Regions from separate parts of the Macaca mulatta genome. Here region 2 is linked to region 1. Evidence: chromatin contacts called from public Hi-C data. All regions are on one chromosome and are shown on one strand. Each heading gives the region's core, a stretch centred on a gene start, on an enhancer-like site or on the middle of the called end of the contact. The rest is flanking DNA. Distances are from core to core; before and after follow the strand shown. Region 1 holds the start of MTIF2 (mitochondrial translational initiation factor 2). Region 2 holds the start of CLHC1 (clathrin heavy chain linker domain containing 1).

What was found. A called contact is a pair of places that touch in the nucleus more often than the background predicts.
Region 2: a contact with region 1 is called in a Hi-C map of liver, with 1.8 times the contacts expected there. The contact joins the promoter of CLHC1 here to the promoter of MTIF2 in region 1. A contact is called at or near these places in 2 of 14 Hi-C or Micro-C datasets (blood and liver).

What each region holds. Positions count from the first base shown.
Region 1 is chr13:69,347,325-69,353,833 of T2T-MMU8v2.0, reverse strand. MTIF2 (mitochondrial translational initiation factor 2) reads right to left here and starts at 3,448. Exons shown (of 17, transcript XM_077959598.1): 1 at 3,418-3,448; 2 at 2,855-2,944; 3 at 2,546-2,597; 4 at 618-685.
Region 2 is chr13:69,383,729-69,390,237 of T2T-MMU8v2.0, reverse strand. It overlaps CLHC1 (clathrin heavy chain linker domain containing 1), which reads right to left and starts at 2,997. Exons shown (of 12, transcript XM_077959613.1): 1 at 2,866-2,997. RPS27A (ribosomal protein S27a) reads left to right here and starts at 3,055. Exons shown (of 6, transcript XM_015112376.2): 1 at 3,055-3,082; 2 at 3,182-3,246; 3 at 3,725-3,779; 4 at 4,472-4,557; 5 at 5,155-5,286; 6 at 5,749-5,980. The coding sequence starts at 3,199. The coding sequence ends at 5,898.

The DNA of each region.
Region 1 (6,509 bases), core at 2,199-4,698:
TAACACTTTTCCATCTTCCCATCTCACCCCCTAAAAAAAGATGCTTTATAGTAGGAAGAAGACACCCAATATTTATTGAATAATGCCTTTTGAGTTATTATTCTTAGAATGAAAGAAGAGTTTTTTGAGAGAAAACTGTAACAGAACTCATTAGTAATAGTTCTTTTCCTCCCAGTGGCCTCTACTGCCTCTGCTCTCAAGACTGCATTTCTATGGCTTTGCTTTTCAGTTTTTAGGGGCAGGAACGACAAAAACAATGTAAAAAGAACACGTTTTCCGGCCGGGTATGGTGGCTCATACCTGTAATTCCAGCACTTTGGGAGGCCAACGTGGGCAGATCACCTGACATCAGGAGTTTGAGACTGCCTGGCCAACGTGGTGAAACCCCGTCTCTAATAAAAATACATATAAAGCTATCTTGAACAAAATTATAAACTTTTACAAAGTTTTAAAATTTTTGGCCAGGCACAGTGGCTCATGCCTGTAATCTCAGCACTTTGGGAGACCAGGGTGGACCAGGGTGACCAAGGCAGGCAGGTCATTTGAGGTCAGGAGTTCGACACCAGGCTGACTGATGTGGTGAAACCCCATCTCTGTTAAAAATTCAAAAAAATTACCTGGACGTGGTGGCACATGCCTGTAGTCCCAGCTACTCGGGAGGCTGAGGCAGGAGAATCGCTTGAACCTGGGAGACAGAGGTTGCAGTGAGCCGAGATTGCACCACTGTACTCCAGCCTGGGAGACAGAGCGTGACTCTGCCTCAAAAAAAAAATTTTTTTTAAATGATTTCTCTTATAATATGGCATTTCTACAGTATGCTTATATTTTATATTTATATACAACATATATATTATATATTTATATTTTCTACTAGATATTCTTTAAAATTGTTCACAAATGATAATAGTTATTTGATGTGACCAAAGAAATCAAGGCTCTGGACGGGTGATCTTTGCTAGATAACTAGACATTAAATGTTACATTTCTTTCTTTCTTTTTTTTTTTTTTTGAGATGGAGTCTCCCTCTGTTGCCCATGCTGGAGTTCAGTGGTGTGATCTCAGCCCACTGCAACCTCTGACTCCCGGGTTGAGCGATTCTCCAGCCTTAGCCTCCCAAGTAGCTTGAACTACAGGTGTGCGCCACTGTGTCCAGCTAATTTTTGTATTTTTAGTGGATGCCAGGTTTTACCGTGTTAGCCAGGCTAGTCTCAAACTCCTGACCTCAGGTGATCCACCTGCCTCAGCCTCCCAAAATGCTGGGATTACAGGTGTGAGCCACCATGCCTAGCCTAAATGTTACATTTCAACCAATCTTTCCAAAGTGTATTTTATGGTTCTAACATAGTAAATTTATGGTTCTGACATGGTAAATAGAATATACTGAAATTTTTTTTTTGAGATGGAGTTTTGCTCGTCGCCCAGGCTGGAGTGCAATGGTGCAATCTCGGCTCACTGCAACCTCCACCTCCTGGGTTCAAGGGATGCTCCTGCCTCAGCCTCCCAAGTAGCTGGGATTACAGGCGCCTGCCAGCACAGCCGGCTAATTTTTTTGTATTTTTAGTAGAGACAGGGTTTCACCATGTTGGTCAGGCTGGTCTTGAACTCCTGACCTCAGGTGATCCACCCACCTTGGCCTCCCAAAGTGCTGAGATTACAGGCGTAAGCCACCGCGCCTGGCCTATATTGAATACTTTTTAAAAGAAAGAAAATAAATGGTAACTGAAACAAGCACAGTATAGTGAAGAAATTATCTTATTGGGCAACAAAGGAAACTTAGCTGGACACTCACTCTGATAGTAAGTGTTATCTGGACTCAGCAAGTCACTTGTTTCCTATGGGCCTCATTTTCTGGATCTCTGTTAATAAATAAATAAATAAATAAGTGTTTGAATATCTGTCCTTCCTATTACAAGACTATGAGGACAAAATGGGATGATGTAAAGACTTTATCATCAGCTATTTTAAAACCATATCACACGTTTCAGTATTGGCTTATAAGCTTTGAGGATTCATTGCTTATAAGTTAAAAATATTCACAAGTCATTAACTTGTTTACCTTCGGACAATTAAGAGGTTATGTATGTGTGTGTAATCGAGCAAGCATTTTACCTTAAAAGGCTTACTCAAGTAAAGATCAAGGAAAAATCTGACTTAATGCCAACGAAATAAACACATTAAGATTTAGAAATTCAGGCCGGGCGTGGTGGCTCATGCCTGTAATCCTAGCACTTTGGGAGGCCGAGGCGGGCGGATCACCTGAGGTCATGAGTTCAAGAGCCTGGCCAACGTGGTGAAACCCCATCTCTACTAAAAGTACAAAAATTAGCCGGGCGTGGTGGTGGGCGCCTGTAATCTCAGCGACTTGGGAGACAGAGGCAGGAGAATCGCTTGAACCCAGGAGGCAGATTGCAGTGAGCCGAGATCGCGCCACTGCACTCCAGCCTGGGCGACAGAGTGAGACTCTGTCCAAAGGAAAAAAAAAAAAATTTGGAAATTCATTCAATAGTATTTACACACATTAAATACTTTTAAGAATGGCACATACTTACTGTTGTGCCCCTGGACCAAAAGTAGAGTGCTCGGGAAACACAGGATTCCTTGAGAAAATAATTTTTAAACGAGTATGAAACCAGATTCGAGAAGAGCACAGATTAAGGGAATGGGAGGAAGGACACTACAAGATATTAACCAAAGCACAGATATGTAATTGAGGCAGAAACTGGAAAGACATATTGGAGGCAATAACCCAAATGTCAAAACTGGAAGGAAATTTGTCACTTATTCCAAGCTCCTCATTTTACAGAAAAGGAAACGTAAATCCATAGTGGTCAAAAAGGCGTCTCCAGTGTCATACCGCTAGTTAATGGCAGTCAAGACTAGAACCCAGACGTTCTGACTCCCAGTAAGGTGGTGTTTGGTCACTAGGATATTCTTGTCAAGGAATCTGAAAAAAGTATGTTGCAAATACGTAGTTACGTTAGTGGAAATATCTGAAAGTGAGCTGGAAGCTTTCGAACTTACCTGAAAGGTAAAAATAAATCACTGCAGAAAAATTACGAAACTGGGGTGGCTTCGCCTCAAATTGGAGCCCAGAAGGCCTTGGGCCCATGGGAGGCTGGGACTTGAGGACCTGCGCCCGCAGCGGCGCCCGAAGAGGGGAAGCCGGCCGGCCGCTTCCGAGAGAACAGAGCACATGCCTTCGTGAATGCTTAACGTGGGCTTACGCAGGGATTAAACGCATCTTGAAAAGCCTTCCGAACGCACAATGTTTATGAGTTCGCGTGATTTGTGCCACTGACACGTTAGGCGAAACAACACACACCACCCACACCGGACAACCCTGGTTAAGGGACCCTACCCACTTAACTCCTACCTACTGTCCCGGGCCCCTGGGTTCTGAGCACGGGTGGAGCTCACCTTCCGCACCCGGAAGAATGGTCGGTAAGTCAGTCCGTCCCCGCTACGGTCCCCGCCGGGCTTCCGGTCCCGCTGGAAAAGGTTCTTTCCGGAATTCAGAAGAGTCGCGGTAGCCGCCCGGGGTGGGACTGTTTGCGGTGTTCGCAGCGGGCGTCCAGCCTGGGAGGCGCTCGTTCAACCTGTGGCTCCTCCCAGGGTCAGCCGTGCGTGGTGAATCGTTTCTGCAGGTCCCTTCCATTTCTTGTTTTCCTTTCCTTTCTTTCTCTCTTTCCTTTTTCTCTTTCTGTCCCTCTCGTTTCTTTCCTTACTTCCTTCATTTCTTCCTTCCTTTCTTTCCTCTTCCTTCCTTTCCGTTTTTCGCTTTTTTTTTTTTTTTAAGAAAACTGCCTTTATTCAATTAGAAGTTGGAAAAATTAACTGATACAGAAAAAAAGTGTAATCAGCTGGAGAAAAAAGTGCCACCCATGAGAACTGATGGCTCCTCTGGGAGGGAATCTGGATACAATGAGGGTTTCTAGGAAGCAAATTACTTCTACTCTGGGGCTCTGTGTGGCCTCGGTGGTGCTTGCACTCGAGGAAACGTTAAATGGAGAACTGTGGGAGAAATGATACCTCCTTCAAAGATACGTGTTCCTAACAAGAAGGAAAAAAGAAATGCAAGGAAACAGTGGCCGTAGAACCAGTTAGTATTGTGCGAACAGTACTTTCTCTTTTTTCGGAAGTCAGCTTGTATGTATGGCATTTGGAGTAATAGAGTCAGAGTGTCTGATTTCCTATCCCAGCTCATTTCTAGTGTGTGGTTGGGGATGTCTTGTCAACTGTCCATGTCCCAGTTTGTTCATCTACATTATAGTAATGACAGTAGCTAGTTCACAGGATTGTAATACGGTTTTTGTTTTGTTTTTGTTTCTTTTTGTTTTTGAGACGGAGTTTCTCTCTTGTTGCCCAAGCTGGAGTGCAATGGCGCGAACTCAGCTCACCGCAACCTCTGCCTCCTGCGTTCAAGCAATTGTCCTGCCTCAGCCTCCCGAGTAGCTGGGATTACAGGCATGCGCCACCACGTCTGGCTAATTTTGTGTTTTTAGTAAAGACGGAGTTTCTCCATGTTGGTCAGGCTGGTCTCGAACTCCGTATCTCAGGTGATCCGCCCACATCGGCCTCCCAAAGTGCTGGGATTACAGGCGTGAGCCCCCGCTCCCAGACTGTTTTTTGTTTTTTTGAGACAGTCTCACTGTGTCGCCCAAGCTGGAGCTCAATGGCGCGATCTCGGCTCATTGCAACCAACCTCCGCCTCCTGGGTTCAAGTGATTCTCCCCCCTCAGCCTCTTGCTTGGCTGAGATTACAGGCGCACACCACCACACCCTGCTAATTCACCATGTTGGCCAGGCTGGTCTGGAACTCCTGGCCTCAGGTGACTGCCCACCTCAGCCTCCTAAAGTGCTGGGATTACAGGCATGAGCTGCTGCGCCCGGCTGTAATAAGCTTTTAATGGGTTGATAAACTGTTGATAAATAGTGCCTGGTTCATAGTAAGTGTTTGCTGTTATGGTTATTACAGCCTGCCCCCAGAGCTTTCCCTCACCTTGCTTGGACATTATGTCTTTCAGCTGGTCCTTTTGACCACAACCATCACCACCTCTCAAATATAAATATTGTTTTATTATCTGTGTCTTTTGGTAAAAGGAATTTGAGAAGAAAACAAAATCAATCAATTAATCTTTGTCTTTAAGATCTACCACTCCCCTAGGTAATTGGTATTGTACAGAAGTTCATTACTCAAAAGCATACTTGCCATCATCTTACCTCCTAACTCATGCCCCCATCCCAACCTACCACCCTCTTTTTTTCCCCCACCTTCCCAATGCCTACTACAAAGGTGTGCAATCGGTGTTACTGAATGATTTAATGCAAACTTCTCTCCTGGACATTTTTTTTTTTCTTTTTTTGAGATAGGATCTCACTCTGTGGCGCAGGTTGAATGGCACAATCTCAGCCCACTGCAGCCTCCGCCTCCCACGTTCAAGCGATTCTCCTGCCTCAGCTTCCAGGTAGCTGGGATTACAGGTGTCTGCCACCATGCCCGGCTAATTTTTTTGTATTTTTAGTACAATTGGCCTGCCCAGTTTTGAACTCCTGACCTCAAGTGATCCGCCCGCCTCGGCCTCCCAAAGTGCTAGAATTCCAGGTGTGAGCCACTGCACTGGGCCTGGAAATTTTTTTTAAGTGAACCTAACAACACTTGAAAACTATTGAAGTTTATTCCAATCGCTATCATTTTACCTACCGCTCTCAGATATCTACTGAAGTTTAATTTGTGTGAGAAGTAATTCTTTGCTGTCTTACTTGCCTTGCAAGGCAGTTGAGAAACAACCAGAAATCAGTTGGTAAACCATCAAAGTAGTTGCCAGGTCATTTTTCCACAATATTAAGGTGAAAATAACCATCTATGCCTCTATGTTCCTCTAATGTTCTAATCATTAAGATTTTCTAATCATGCTAATGCAGAAAATTAAAGCAATATACCAAAATATAGAAAGTGGCAAAAAAAAAAAAAAAGAGACAGAGAGAGAATAAAAACAGTTCAAGGAACAGAGAAGCCAACCTGAAAGAGCTCCCAATGGCCAACGCTGGAAATATTTGAGCAGCAAAATAACAGTACTAGATTATAACCAAAAGTATCAACTAAGTATACATATGTTCATACTAATATAAATAAATAATAGAATAAATACATAAATAGAGAAGGAACAAATCTTCCTTACAGAAGATGCCAACTTTTATATATATATGCATATATATAAAACCTTCACTAGGAAGTGAAGATTAATTCATCTCCACCTTAGTGTGGGCTGGACTTACTAACTTGCTTCCAAAGAATACAGTATGGAGGCCGGGCGCAGTGGCTCACACCTGTAATCCTAGCACTTTGGGAGGCTGAGGCGGATGGATCATGAGGTCAGGAGTTCGAGACCAGCCTGACCAACATGGTGAAACGCTGTCTCTCCTAAAAATTAGCCAGGCATGGTGGCATGCACCTGTAATCCCAGCTACTCAGGAGGCTGAGGCAGGAGAATCGCTTGAACCCAGGAGGT
Region 2 (6,509 bases), core at 1,748-4,247, 37 kb before region 1:
TTTAGGCTTTCCTCTGAGTGAGATGCGAAGCCTTTAGAGGCCTGTGTGCAGAAGAGTGACAGCTGACTTAACATGTTAAATAATTGTTCTTGGCCAGGCATGGTGGCTCATTCCTATAATCCCAGCACTTTGGGAGGCCGAGGCGGGCAGATCACCTAAGTTCAGGAGTTTGAGACCAGCCTGACCAACATGGAGAAACCCTGTCTCTACTAAAAATACACCATTAGCTGGGCATGGTGGTGCATGCCTGTAATCCCAGTTACTGGGGAGGCTGAAGCAGGAGAATCACTTGAACCTGGGAATCGGAGGTTTCGGTGAGCCAAGATTGTGCCATTGCACTCCACCCTGGGCAGCAAGAGTGAAACTCTGTCTCAAAAAAAAAAAAAAGAAAAATTTTGTTCTTGTTGTTCTGTGGAAAACAGATTATAGGACGCAAGGGTCAAAGTTGGAAATACTGTTAGGAGGCTACTGCAATCAATAATCAAGGCAAAAGATGATGGTAGCTTGAATCAGGTTGGTAACAATGGAGGTAGTGGGAAGTGTTCTGCATATATTTTGAAAATAAGGCCAAGATCAGCCAAGGTAGGTAAGATGTGGGATATAAAAGAGCAGTCAAGGATGACCATAAAGTTTTTGGCCTTAGTGACTGGAGAAATGGGAATTGCTATATATAAAGATGGGAAGAGCAATTTCATGAAATTAACCGTTTGGGGCCTGTCCATTAGAGATGTTGAGTACGTAGCTGGATATGTGAATATGAAGTTGAGGTAAGTGGTCTGAGTGACAGATAAGTTTATGAGTCATTTGCATATGATGACTTTAAAAGTTATTAAACAAAATGAGATAACCAAGAAAATGCAGACAAAGCAGAGGTCCAAAGACTGGGTCTTGGGGATACTCCATGGTTAGAGGTCTGGCAGATCAAAAGGAAGCAGCAAATGAGCCTGGAAAAGAGCCTCCAGGGTGGCAGAAAAACACAAAGAGGGGAAGTCAGGTAAAGAAAGGGTTTCAAAAAGAGATGGAATGAGCAACTGTGTCAAATACTGCTGACAGATCAAATAAGATGAAATCACCATTGAATTTAGCAACATGGAGGTCATTAGTGACCATTACAAGAGCTATCCCATCAGAATGGTGGGGACAAAAGCCTGACAGGAGTGGGTTCAGACAACAGAAGGGAAAGATTAGAGACAATGTGTACAAGCAACTCTGGGAAATTTTGTTGTAGAGACTAGTTGGCCGACTGGTATGAAAAATGTTCCAGAAGGCAGGGCGTGGTGGCTCACGCCTGTAATCCCAGCACTTTGGGAGGCCGAGGTGGGTGAATCATTTGAGGTCAGGAGTTAGAGAACAGCCTGGCCAACATGGTGAAACCCCATCTCTACTAAAAATACAAAAAGTAGCCGGGTATGGTGGTGGGTGCCTGTAATCCCAGCTACTCGGGAGACTGAGGCAGGAGAATTGCTTGAACCTGAGAGGCGGAGTTTGCAGTGAGCTGAGACCGCGCCACTGCACTCCAGCCTGGGCGACAGAGCGAAATTCCGTCACACACACACGCCCACACCCACGCACAAAAAAAAAAAAAAAAAAAAAAAAAGGAAAAAGGAAAAACATTCCAGGAAGAAGAAATGATCGGAATCTTCAGAAATGCCAAAACACGGGAGAGCATAAGTCAGGAAATTAAATTAGCTTCATTTACTAAAATGTAGAGTAATGGGTTTAGCAGATTGGGTTGTAAGGAAGGCAGAGGCTGCATGTCATTCTGAGAGATTTGAATTGTATCCTGAAGGTGAGGTATTTTAAGTAGAATAATAACACACATTTACCTTTCAGAATGAATATTTTGGAGGCAATAGTGAAGGGGGGTTAGAAAGGAGAAAAGACTGGAGAGAGATAAAGAGTTACATACGGAACCCCTACAAGAGAAAATGAAAGTCTGAATTTGGGGATGGGGTCGCAGGCGGTAGAGGATGAAGAAATAAATACAGAAGACATTAAGAAGGTTCCTTAGAAAGGACTCTGTGGTTTGTGGAGTGGAGAAAGGACAGGGGGAACTTGCTTCTAATTGGCCTCCTTGCCGGAAGGGCACCAGATACATATCCCCAAAACTTCCTCTCAGATCCAAGACTCCCAAAGTCCAAATTTGGAAATTCTACAACTAAATAACCATTCTGCAGGTTTCTTTTCCGTACGGCTTCACTTTAAAATTTGAAAACTCCTGAGATTTTTAAACATATTAAAGCTTGTCACACTAAGGAGTGACACACAATACTCAGACTCTTCTTCCCTAGGCTGGGAGAGACTTGGCGGTTGAAAGCAGGGAGGGGCTACAGGCGAGAAAGGGCTGAACCCCCGCTTCCGAAGATTTCACCTATTTTTCAGTTTGCCTGGAGCAGGCCATGCAGATTCCCTTCCCTTGGAGGCCCAGGGAGCGGCTGGTAGATCGCTGATTCTCTGCCCCTCACCGCTTCTGCAAGTGGGTGAAGGACACCTTTCGTGCCCCGCACTCTCGGCCCGCCCCTTAACCTTTCTTCCTAGTCACTTCCGGCCCGTTTCCACGCTCCGGAAACCATTATTCCGCTTCATCCTCCCTCCAGTCCTCACCTGAGTCCCTTTCTCCAAACACCGACTTTAGTGCTTAGAGATAGTAACTAGGGAATCTGGGAGGCGGAACTGCATCTTGGGACAAGTAGTCCAAGGTAGAAGAAAGCAGTGGAGAACTACAATTCCCAGAATACACTTCCATTTCCTACCTCTTCCCCAATGAGGCCCCCCTCGACCCACCTCCTTTTAAAAATTCTCTTAGCCACGTTGACTGCACGGGAAAAACCTTTTTAAAACATTTTTTACGTTGCTTAAACCTACCATTTCGAAAGCATTCCGAAGGCTAAAGTGAGAAATAAGCCCCGGTTAGGGAGAGGAGAAACGAGTTTCACGTCCTGGTCTAGCACCGGGTTGGATTGTCGCTGGGATGGCAGTCAGGCATTTGGTGTGGTCGCCTAAGGGGTGGGTCTTTCGGCTGGGGCGCCGGGAAACCCCGTGGGCCTGCGCGGCGTTCTTCCTTTTCGATCCGCCATCTGCGGTGAGTGTCTGCTCTTCGGCTGCTCTGGGGCTAGCGCCCTATGCCGCCTTCTGTTGTGATCCCTGACCTAACCCATCTCTTCCTTTTTCCCAACCTCAGGTGGAGCCGCCACAAAAATGCAGATTTTCGTGAAAACCCTTACGGGGAAGACCATCACCCTCGAGGTACGGGCCAGGTGGTCATGAGGAAGCCAGGGTCCGAATAAGGTCCTGAGGTGGATTTTAGGACCGGCGCTGCTTTCCATGACTTAGACAATGATTCCGAATTTGGATTCTAAAACTTAAGCTTTGAAATGAGTTTTTTTTGCTGAGCAACGGCCTCAAGGTGATTTTCGGTGGCCAAAGGCGGGCCTCTCACCTCTCGAGGGGTGCCAGCTAGTTAAAACGGAGGAGCTGCGCCGGGTAACTACCCCCGCCGGGCGCGAGCACGTGTGGCCCTGTGGCGGCCGCCCGCCCTGGGCTGGGGAGATGAAGGTGCTTTCCGGTAGCCGATTTGGGAGGTTGCCCACTGGGTGGGTAATAGGTCTCTTGAGTAGGTTTCAGCCCTGTCGCCGGTTCGGTTCAGTGGTAATTGTCAAACTAAATGAGTTCTGCTGTAGTTCCGTAATGTGTAAGCAACATACTTTCATTTTAACATTCATAGGTTGAACCCTCGGATACGATAGAAAATGTAAAGGCCAAGATCCAGGATAAGGAAGGCAAGTAATATTTTGTAGTTAAGAAAACTTAACCTGTGGAGACTTCAGCCTACTTGTAGGTGCTACACATATCTGCTCATGGTGAGGGGGGGAAGGGCAGATTGACAAAGCAAAATACTTGGGAAATAACACAATAAATGTTTGTGATCGGGGAGCACAGTCCCTAGATTGGAATCCTTAAGGTGTATTTCACTTGTGTGAATTTGGACACTTACTTATTTTGTGTGAGATGGGAGTCTTCTCTGTCGCCCAGGCTGGAGTGTATTGGCTCGTCCCGGCTCATTGCAGCCTCCGCCTCCCGGGTTCAAGTGATTCTTGTGCTTCAGCCTCCCTAGTAGTGGGGATTACAGGCGTGCAGCACCACGCCCGGCCAATTTATTGTATATTTAGTAGAGACTGCGTTTCACCATGTTGGCCAGGCTGGTCTGGAACTCCTGACCTCAAGTGATCCCCCCACCTCGGCCTCCCAAAGTGTTGGCATTACAGGCGTGAGCCACTGCAGAAGCCCAGTATTGTCCCTAAGATTAAATGCAGTAAAACGTGATGTGTAAAGATTTAGAACCATGCCTAACCTCTAGTAAGGGCTTATGGTCAGCTGTTAGTACCATGTATTTGATTAAGGGTGTTACCTTATAAATCTGGAGCACATCACAGGCTTCGTGTGCTGTGACTTCTTGTTTTTTTCTTATTAGGAATTCCTCCTGATCAGCAAAGACTGATCTTTGCTGGCAAGCAACTGGAAGATGGACGTACTTTGTCTGACTACAATATTCAAAAGGTCTGTCTAGGGGAAGAGCAGCCTCTTAAAAAAATGTTATTTTGGAAATTTTTTATTTTACTTTTTTTGAGACAGGCTCTGACTTTGGCACAGTCACTGAAGCCTCTATCTCTCAGACTCAGGTGGTCCTCTCACCTTAACCTTCTGTAGTTGGACCTATAGGCACACACCACCATGCCCAGGCTGGTCTCAAACTCCTGGGCGCAAGTGATCTTCCCACTGTGGCCTCCCAGCGCTGGGATTACAGACGTGAGCCACTCCATGTGGTGTATTTTGGACATTTTGACACGCAAAAGGGGAGAATGGCATTAGATTAGCAGTAGATTTTTAGGTAACTCCTATACTGATACTTGAGAAGCGCTACTGTAGTTTTTCCCATTATGAATTTTGCAAGTTGCATCCCATGGTGTAATGTAATGCATTCTTTAATCTCCCTATAAATGGTTAAGAATCAGATACTTTATTGGGATGGGGCAGCAAGATTACCTCATAAATGTTACTGTGTACTGCCACTGCTTTCAATTAAGAGATGCATAATGTTGGGTGTGCCCATTCTTAGTGGAATCATGAAAGCTTATGTCATTCTTCCATTAACAGGAGTCTACTCTTCATCTTGTGTTGAGACTTCGTGGTGGTGCTAAGAAAAGGAAGAAGAAGTCTTACACCACTCCCAAGAAGAATAAGCACAAGAGAAAGAAGGTTAAGCTGGCTGTCCTGAAATATTATAAGGTGAGCCAGTTAAAGTGATGGGCAGAATGTCAGCAAAGTCTTGGCTTATTTGGAAAACTTTATAGTAACTTGTCAGTATTTTCTTGGACTTAAGTATCTAGTATTACCCCACTTTGGTTTAAATGAGGTATTCTGGAAATGAGAAATTCAGACTTCCTGGGGTTTTTCCTGTTTGGTTTTTGAAATCACTTACGTAATAGGGTTCTGAGTTTAAAGTCGGGTCTGGGTTCAGGTCTTACATTTGTCTACGACTTGCAAAGCTGACCTTTAGTGTTCAGAAGTCCCAAGACTTCTGAATATTTTCATTGTAGTAATAATAACTGGTGAGAATTTAGGGTGCTTTGGTTTGTAAGCACGAAAACTACCAGTATTACATAGTAAAAGCTTAAATATTTTGAGTCACTTAAATTAGACTTCAGAATGTGTTGTAAAATTATCTTACAGCAGGTTTGTACTTTTCAGGTGGATGAGAATGGCAAAATTAGTCGCCTTCGTCGAGAGTGCCCATCTGATGAATGTGGTGCTGGGGTGTTTATGGCAAGCCACTTTGACAGACATTATTGTGGCAAATGTTGTCTGACTTACTGTTTCAACAAGCCAGAAGACAAGTAACTGTATGAGTTAATAAAAGACACGAACTAACCTTTATTGTTGGATTTCATTGCAGTAAAAAGAATAGTTTTTAAGCACCAAATTGATGGTCACACCATTTCCTTTATTAGTGCTACTGCTATCACTGTATGAATGTTGCTTCTGGGGATTGTGTGACCCAGTGGTTCTGTATACCTGCCAGGTGCCAACCACTTGTAAAGGTCTTTATATTTTCAATTCATAGTAACTTCTTAGAATACCTATACTTTGGCAGAAGTTATACAAGCCAGTTTTTGTTTCTGTCCATCTTGACCTCAACACAATAGACATTTGGGGCCAGGTAAGTCTTTGTTGTGCGGTCTGTCATGTGATGAGCAGCATCCCTTCCCTTTACCCATTCAGTGGCCAGTAGTGCCTATCTCTTGTCTTTGAGAATCACGGTTTGTGTAGGTGTTAAGACCTTGGCTTAAAAGAGACCTTGGCTAAGCATACTTCTGTTAAAGGCTAAAGTTGCCAACTCAAAAATGGATACTGGCTGGGAGTGGTGGCTCAAGCCTGCAATCCCTACACTTTGGGAGGATCACTTTGTGTCTAGGAGTTCAAGACCGGCCTGGGCACCATAGCAAGACCCT